Regions from separate parts of the Mus musculus genome. Here region 2 is linked to region 1. Evidence: chromatin contacts called from public promoter capture Hi-C data. All regions are on one chromosome and are shown on one strand. The core of a region is the stretch at or near the end of the contact, and the rest is flanking DNA. Distances in the headings are between cores, read along the strand shown.

Evidence for each region. Capture Hi-C pulls out chosen DNA fragments and counts their contacts.
Region 2: a promoter capture Hi-C map of adipose tissue shows a contact between it and region 1. The contact joins the promoter of Pdcd6ip here to the promoter of Fbxl2 in region 1. A contact is called at or near these places in 1 of 484 Hi-C or Micro-C datasets (natural killer cells), 5 of 115 datasets of contacts at active chromatin or transcription factors (bone marrow-derived macrophages, effector CD8 T cells, epiblast stem cells and 2 more) and 2 of 9 other capture datasets (adipose tissue and liver).

Annotation. Positions count from the first base shown.
Region 1 is chr9:114,025,400-114,029,024 of GRCm38.p6, forward strand. It overlaps Fbxl2 (F-box and leucine-rich repeat protein 2), which reads right to left and starts at 1,352. Exons shown (of 15, transcript NM_178624.6): 1 at 1,294-1,352. The coding sequence starts at 1,296.
Region 2 is chr9:113,706,163-113,709,626 of GRCm38.p6, forward strand. It overlaps Pdcd6ip (programmed cell death 6 interacting protein), which reads right to left and starts at 2,097. Exons shown (of 18, transcript NM_011052.2): 1 at 1,737-2,097. The coding sequence starts at 1,945.

The DNA of each region.
Region 1 (3,625 bases), core at 102-2,601:
AGAAGCCTCTAGCTTCTACTCCACAGCATCTCCACAGGGGAACACAGATGCTCTACAGCACAGCCCACTTGTGTGTGGTGCCTGTAACCACAGTGATGCGGAAGTCATGGGTGAGAGTGAGGACCCCCCAGCCTAGCCAAGTCGGTGAGTCCAGGTTCAGTAAAATACGGTAGACAGGGATGGAGAAAGATGATCATTGACCTCTGAACCTCACACCGTGCCTACACACACACACACCAAGCAAATCCCATCTAATCACTCATGGCAGATACATATTTTTTTCCTTGCATTATTTATATGGAGGACATGCCCTGTACAGAGAGAGGTCAGAGGATAATTTACAGACTCTCTGCTCCCGACACTCATGGGTCAGGGGTAGAAAACTCAGGTCATCAGGATTGGCAACAAGTTCCTTTAACCCCTGAACCATCTCACCGGACCTCTAGATACGTATTTCTTAAAATTAGGCACTTCTCCATTAGCTGACCCTCAAATATCCTATTCCCAGGAAGCGTCACAAACCAGGGAGCCCACTTCTCTTCCAGATGGGGGACTCTCAAGAAATCACGGCGTAACCTTGCCCATTAGAGCCAGCACCCAAGCCAAGTCAATTAAGGCTTCAAACAAGAAGCTAATGGAGGCCAGGTGGCCTGCCCACAGCCTTTCAAGTTTATTGAGCAAAGCTAACGGCTTCTGTAAGGCGTTTACAACGTACTAATGACAGATTCATTAAATCTCTCACTGAAAGTGCAGCACTCAGGAAAAAAAAAAAAGTTCAGCTCAATGCTTTCTATTTTTATAAAAGGGGTGAAAGGGTATCTCTGAAGCCACCCATTAAATCCCGTCGTGCTGGGAGCCCCGTTAGGACGTAGAACTTGAATCAAATGCATGGTTCGGTATTGACATCATTGCATAAAAGCAGCCTGAAGTACGCAGCCTGAAATGTGTGGCTGTGGGTATCTATGTAACCACACCCTCTGGTGGCTTCCCGGGCACGCTCGTGACGAACAGCGTCACCGCGTCGGGGTGGTCCACAGAGTGGAGGTCCCGGGTGTGCAACAGAGAGCACAGCGTCCCGGTGCCCCCTGGCATCCAGGACCTGGGAACCTGGTTTCTCAGGACCGATCTCACCAGCCTTGCCCTGCCCTGCTCTGCCCTGCCCTGACGCGCCCGGCCTCATCCGACCCGGCCCTGCCCTGCCCTGCCCCGCCCAGCAGCCCTAGGCGCTTCTCTGCGTCCTCCCCTAGGCGCCCAGCATCTCCGCTGCCCCGCAGGCGCGGGCCCCAGACTCACCATGGCCGCGAGCGCGCCCACAGCCTGAAGTCACACGGCGCCGGCGACGCCCGTTGTCCTGGTGACGCCAGCCCGACGCCCCGCCCCGGCCTCAAGGTGGGCTCGGAGACCGCTATTGGCCTGCGACTGCCACGTGATCCGTAGGCACGCCCTTCGGCCCGCCCACTTCTCCTTGCCCCACGCAGCTCTGAGGAGGGAGCTGGCTGCCCTGGGGCTCCACACCTAGTCCTTTCCCATCACCACAGCATCAGCATCACCTTGACGCCCTTACAACCGACAGGTGTCCCAGATATGCACTGGCCAGAGCAAAATACCTTTGTGGATTCTCTCTATTAAAATAAACAAACAAACAAGGGGCTGGAGAGATGGCTCAGTGGTGAAAGCTCCTCTAGAGGTCCTGAGTTCAATTCCTAGCAACAGCATGGTGGCTCACAACCATCTGTAACAGGATCTGGTACCCTCTTCTGGTGTGTCTGAAGAGAATGACAGTGTACTCATATACATAAAATAAATAGTTTTTAAAGGAACAAACAACAACAAAACCCTAAATTGTTGGAGCTGGGAATGTGACTTTTAGTTGGCAGCCAATTGCCTCGGGTGCATGAAGCCCTGGGTTCCATCCCCAGTGCCACATAAACCTAGCATGGTGGTGTACACCTGTAACCTCGGCATAGGGAGGTGAAACCTGGAGGACCAGATAGGTCATCCTCAGCGAGCTCGAGGTCAGCCTGGGATATATATGACCTTGTCTTGAAAAACCAAAACCAAAACCAAAACAAATACCAATCACCCAAGATGGCACTCAATTGTTGAGGCCGTTTTAAATGATCAATGAATCCGATCACAGTAAATGCCTGCACCTGAAATGGTCACGGCTGGTATTCTAATCTACTCGCTTGCATGCTTCCAATTAAATACATTCTGAAACATGCATTTATTCTATAAGCTACTTCCTTTGATTAAAAAGTATTATCCTTAAACTGGTGCCAAGTGGCTAAGGTGGAATCCTAAGTACTTGGGAGACAGAGGGCAGCAGGGTCTCTTGAGTCAGGAGTCCAAATCAAGACTGACCAATATAGAGAGACCCCATGTCAAACACATAAACACATTGATATGTGTAGTCTTTGTAGCTCTTTTACTGATGTAGCTTAATAAGCATAGTTTCTAATTTAGTAAATCAGATGGCAATTTGTTGGGTTTTTTAAATGTGGCTGAATAAAATTTGGATACCCTCAGATCCAGTCCATCAACCTGATAGAGAAGAAATATTTAGTATAGGAATGAGGTTCAGCTGGTAGGGCGCTTGCCTAGCTCGCATGCAGGAACCCTGGGTTTGATCTACAACACTGCAGAAACCTTGTATGGTGGTGTCTTAGGGTTTTACTGCCGTGAACAGACACCATGACCAAGGCAACTCTTATAAAGGCAAACATTAGCTGGGGCTAGCTTACAGTTTTAGAGGTTCAGTCCATGATCATCGTGACAAGAAGCAGGGCAGCGTGCAGGCAGGAGCCGAGAGTTCTACATCTTGACCCACAGGCAGCAGAATAAGATCATATCTTCCAGCCTCAAGATCTGAAGCAAAAGTATGTTGTCTTCCTGCCTCAAAATTCGAATCATGGCTGTGATCTTTCCATATCTGGACTGAGTTTCATTCCAGATAGAGTCAGGCTGACAATCAACAGCCATCGCAGATGCTCATGAACAGTAGGCTGGAGGGTCCGAGGTTCAAGGTGATCTATCCTCCTTGCTGCACAGGAAGTCTGAGCCAGTGTAGGCTCCATGAGACCCTGGCTCAAAGCTAACTAACTAGATATAAAAATCACCCTGACATCTCCCCTGCGGTGCCTGACAGACACCACTGGCTTTACATTCCCAAGGTTCTTGCTCCCTGGTCTTTCCAACCTCAGCAAACACTTCTAGTGTTGCCTGGTTGCTCTGATCAAATTGTTCTTGATGCCCTCCCCGCCTTTCCACCCTTTGACCTTGCTTTCCATTAACAAACCTTCTCAAATCTGTCTTTAAAAAAAAAAAAAAATGAGGGTGTGGTGGTGCAAGCCCTTAATCCCAGCATTTGGAAGACAGAGATGGGAGGACCTCTGTGAGCTTGAGGCCAGCCTGGTCTACATAGTGAGTTCCAGGACATAAAGAAACATTGTCTCACAAAAATAAAACAAAAACATGTCCTCAAGGGCAGGGGAGATGGCTTGGACCATCAAGTACTTGTCACACAGGCAGAAGGACTTGAGTTTGGTCCCTAGGACAGGTATTCAAGAGAGAAAAAGGTCAGTCATGGTGGCCTGCAATTGTAACCCCAGTACTGTGAGATCTG
Region 2 (3,464 bases), core at 847-3,346, 320 kb before region 1:
GATTACTTACCTAACAATATAGAGACCTATGCAAGTTTAACACAACTTGAAAGAAAGCCAATATGCTTTCTCAGCGTGACTGAAAGATGTCCCCCAAAACACATCCAACACAGGAAATGATGCAGTAAAGAACAACATCTCTTCAGGGCTGGCCAGAAAGCTAAGTACAGGAAGATGCTTGCCACCAAGCCTGACCACAAAGCCAACTACTATACTGTCTTCTGGCCTCCGTATACATGTCAAGGCATGCAAGCCAAGGCATGCACACACAGAGACAGACAGAGAGTAGGAGAGAACATTCTTAGAAATAAGTACATTAAAACAATTACAAATGTGCTTAAGCAGACTTAAGTATATCACAGTGGGCAGAACTCAAACGCTGCAAAGCACGCAGCCCAAGGCTGCATTCAATGTCTCAGGCATTGTCTGAAGACTTGTAAGGCGAAGGCAAAGCTTCCCTCACAGAAATGGCTCACAACCTTTCTAATGCTTTGCCCTTTAATACAGCTCCTCCTGGTGTAGTGACGCCCAACCATAAAATCTGTTGTTACTTCATACCTGTAATTCTGCTACTATCACGAATGGTAATATAAATATCTGATATGCAGGATGTCTGATACGTCACCCCAAAGGGGCCGTGACCCACAGTTTGAGAACCACTGCCTTAGAGGCACGGATGATACAATGTGCATCAAGCACTTGAGACAGCCGCTGGATACACAGGCCACATATACCACCCGCAGACAAGCACTGTGTGACTAACCCCAGCACTCGCAGACGTTCCTTACAGTTTTACAAAACTCGGGCACTTTAAAGCAAATCCACTCTAAAACTCTCGTGAGAGAACTGTTTGAAATCTGGCTCCTCACTCTGTCAACAGATAAAGTCTACTCAGTGCTGGGAGCCATTCTAACTACGGTAAGGGCTGCTAGTGGCCATCTGGCAACACATGCAGGAAACATCACGGGAGCAAGATGATGCCAAAACTAAGGGGTGTCTCTGGACAGCTCTGTTCCCACCCTAATCCACCAGCGTCCCTTGCATGAAACAAGATCATATTACCAGAAATTGGATCATAAGGTATCACGGAAATGTTATCATTATCAAGTACCTGGGTTGTCACCAATTGCAAAAAGGACCAGGGTATTCCATACGTGCATACGCCCGTGTCAAAAGATTTTTAAGTAACCAGTCTCAGCGGTCTACTATGTCATTCAAGTTTTCTTTCAAACGACTGTAGCTCCTAACTTTTACAACTGTCAGTCTGTCACTTGATTATTGGAACATGAGATGACTTACTTCAAGTGAACAATATAATAAGTCACCGACATTTGGTTTAGTGTCCAAATTCTCTCCCTTCCCTTTCGTAACTATTATTAGGAAATCTAGACGTGGTCCAATAAAGTCACAAACAGGGATTGTAAAAGGGAGACTCCAGTTGTAACACCCAAAAAGTGAAAACCGGTCAAACGGCTGTAACCAGAGAGATCATTACACGGCAGACGTCCTCCCAGGTAAGGAGCCTCGGTGACAGAAGGCACTCGGAAGGGAGGACAGGGTTATGAGTCCTCTCACCAGGAAAGAATGCTGACCACACCTACGCTGCTGGCCTGAGTCAGAGTGGAGGCCAGGCGCGGGGGAGAGGAAAAGGCTATGAAGGGAGGAGGAAGCGAGGCTGGGGAGGGGAGCGGGGACAGGAAGGGAGGCTGGGAGGGAGCCCCGCCGCCCGGGCCCACCTCAGCAACGTCTCCAGGGCGCCCTCATGCTTGTCCAGCGGGCGACCGAGCGCCGAGCGCCGCAGTTTGCTGAGCTCCTCGGCCGCACGGCAGTACTGGGCCTGCTCCTCGCCGCCGCTCGGGTACGTCTGCTGGATGAACTTCACCAGCGGCTTGGCCAGGTCCACCTCCGAGGTCTTCTTCAGCTGCACCCAGATGAACGACGCCATGGTGAGCGCCCGGCCGCCGCGTCGGGCCGCACAGACGGAGGGACAGCGACCACGGCCTAGGCGCGCTCGGCACCGGCAGCGGAGGAGCGGACCGACGGGCCGACGGACTGGGCCGCCAGCGCTTCGAGCTGGCCACTTCCGGGAGCCCCCGCGCAGGCGCAGTCGGAGGGGCGCGCCGCTCGGTCACGTGATGGTGCCACCAAAGCGTCGCTCACCTGGGCTCGCCTGTGCGGCGCCTGCGTGGTGGGATCAGGCGGTAGCCTACTGCGATGATTAAATTTTCAAAAAGATTCTTTTGGTTATTTTGGTTTGGTTTGGTTGTTTTGTTCGAGACTGGGTTTCTCTGTGTAGCCCTGGCTATCTTGGAACTGACTTGTAGTCCAAGCCGGCCTCGAACTCGCGGAGATCTTCCTGCCTATGCCTCCCCAATGCTGGGATTAAAGGCATACGCCACTACCACCCGGCTCAAGAAGATTTTAAATTCTCCTTAGATTCTGCTCTATTTTTCTTTTTAAAATATTTTTAATTGATTGTATTTTTCCTTTTTTATTACAAAAATTAATTTTATAGGTCAATATATTCTGCCCGGTGGTGAAATGCTCCTTTGTTATGCTTTCTCCTATGAGACCAGACCCTGGGGAGTATTGTGATGTGCGGTTGAAGGTCCATTGTGTGTGCAGCCTTACCCCCACCCCCACCCCCCAGGGCAAAAGTAGAAAAAGTCCCTGCCTTCGTGCAGTCTTCCAGGTAAGGACACAGTCGGTAGTAAGGTACGTAAAAAGAGATCTCTTAGAAGAACATAGCATAAGCAAGATAATTTAAGAAACATCCTCCCAGAAGATGAATTTAAAAGAATACTCGCAATTTGACATTAAAAGAGAGCACGGGTGGAGAGACTTAAGTGGGAAGAGGCCCCAGACCTAAAGCACGAGTATCCCATATCCAGAACTTAAAAGGGAAGTAGAGACTAGAATGAAAGGAAGTTGAAGAGTGACACCACAAATCATTATGAAACTTGTAGTCAGTGTCTAGAATCTATTTAGTACAATCAGTCGTACTTAAGCAATTTTTTTTATATTTTTTACAAAGGCCTCCCTGGGTAACTGGGGAAATAGATTAGCAGTTAAAGACTGTTTGCTGCTCTGCCTGAGTGAGAGGCCGACCTGGGTTCCCAGTAGCCTCTTTAGGAACACACTCAACACCTGTAACTCAAGGCGACCCATCACCCTCTTGGGGCCTCCTCTGGGGCCAGCCCTCACGCGCACATACATAGAATGTTTCTTGAAGGCCTCCCAGAAGACAAGTCTGGTATTTTTACTGTTTATTTTTATTATGGTTTATTTATTGGGGAGTACTCAGAGGTCAGAGGTCAACTTCTGGAATCAGTCCCTTCTACCACGTGGGTCTCAGGGGTGGAACTCAGGTGGGCATGATTGACAGCAAGCACCTTTCCCTGCTGAGCCATCTCACCACTCTTGATGGAGCAAATGTTGATGAACAATATCGTCCATGAAACATT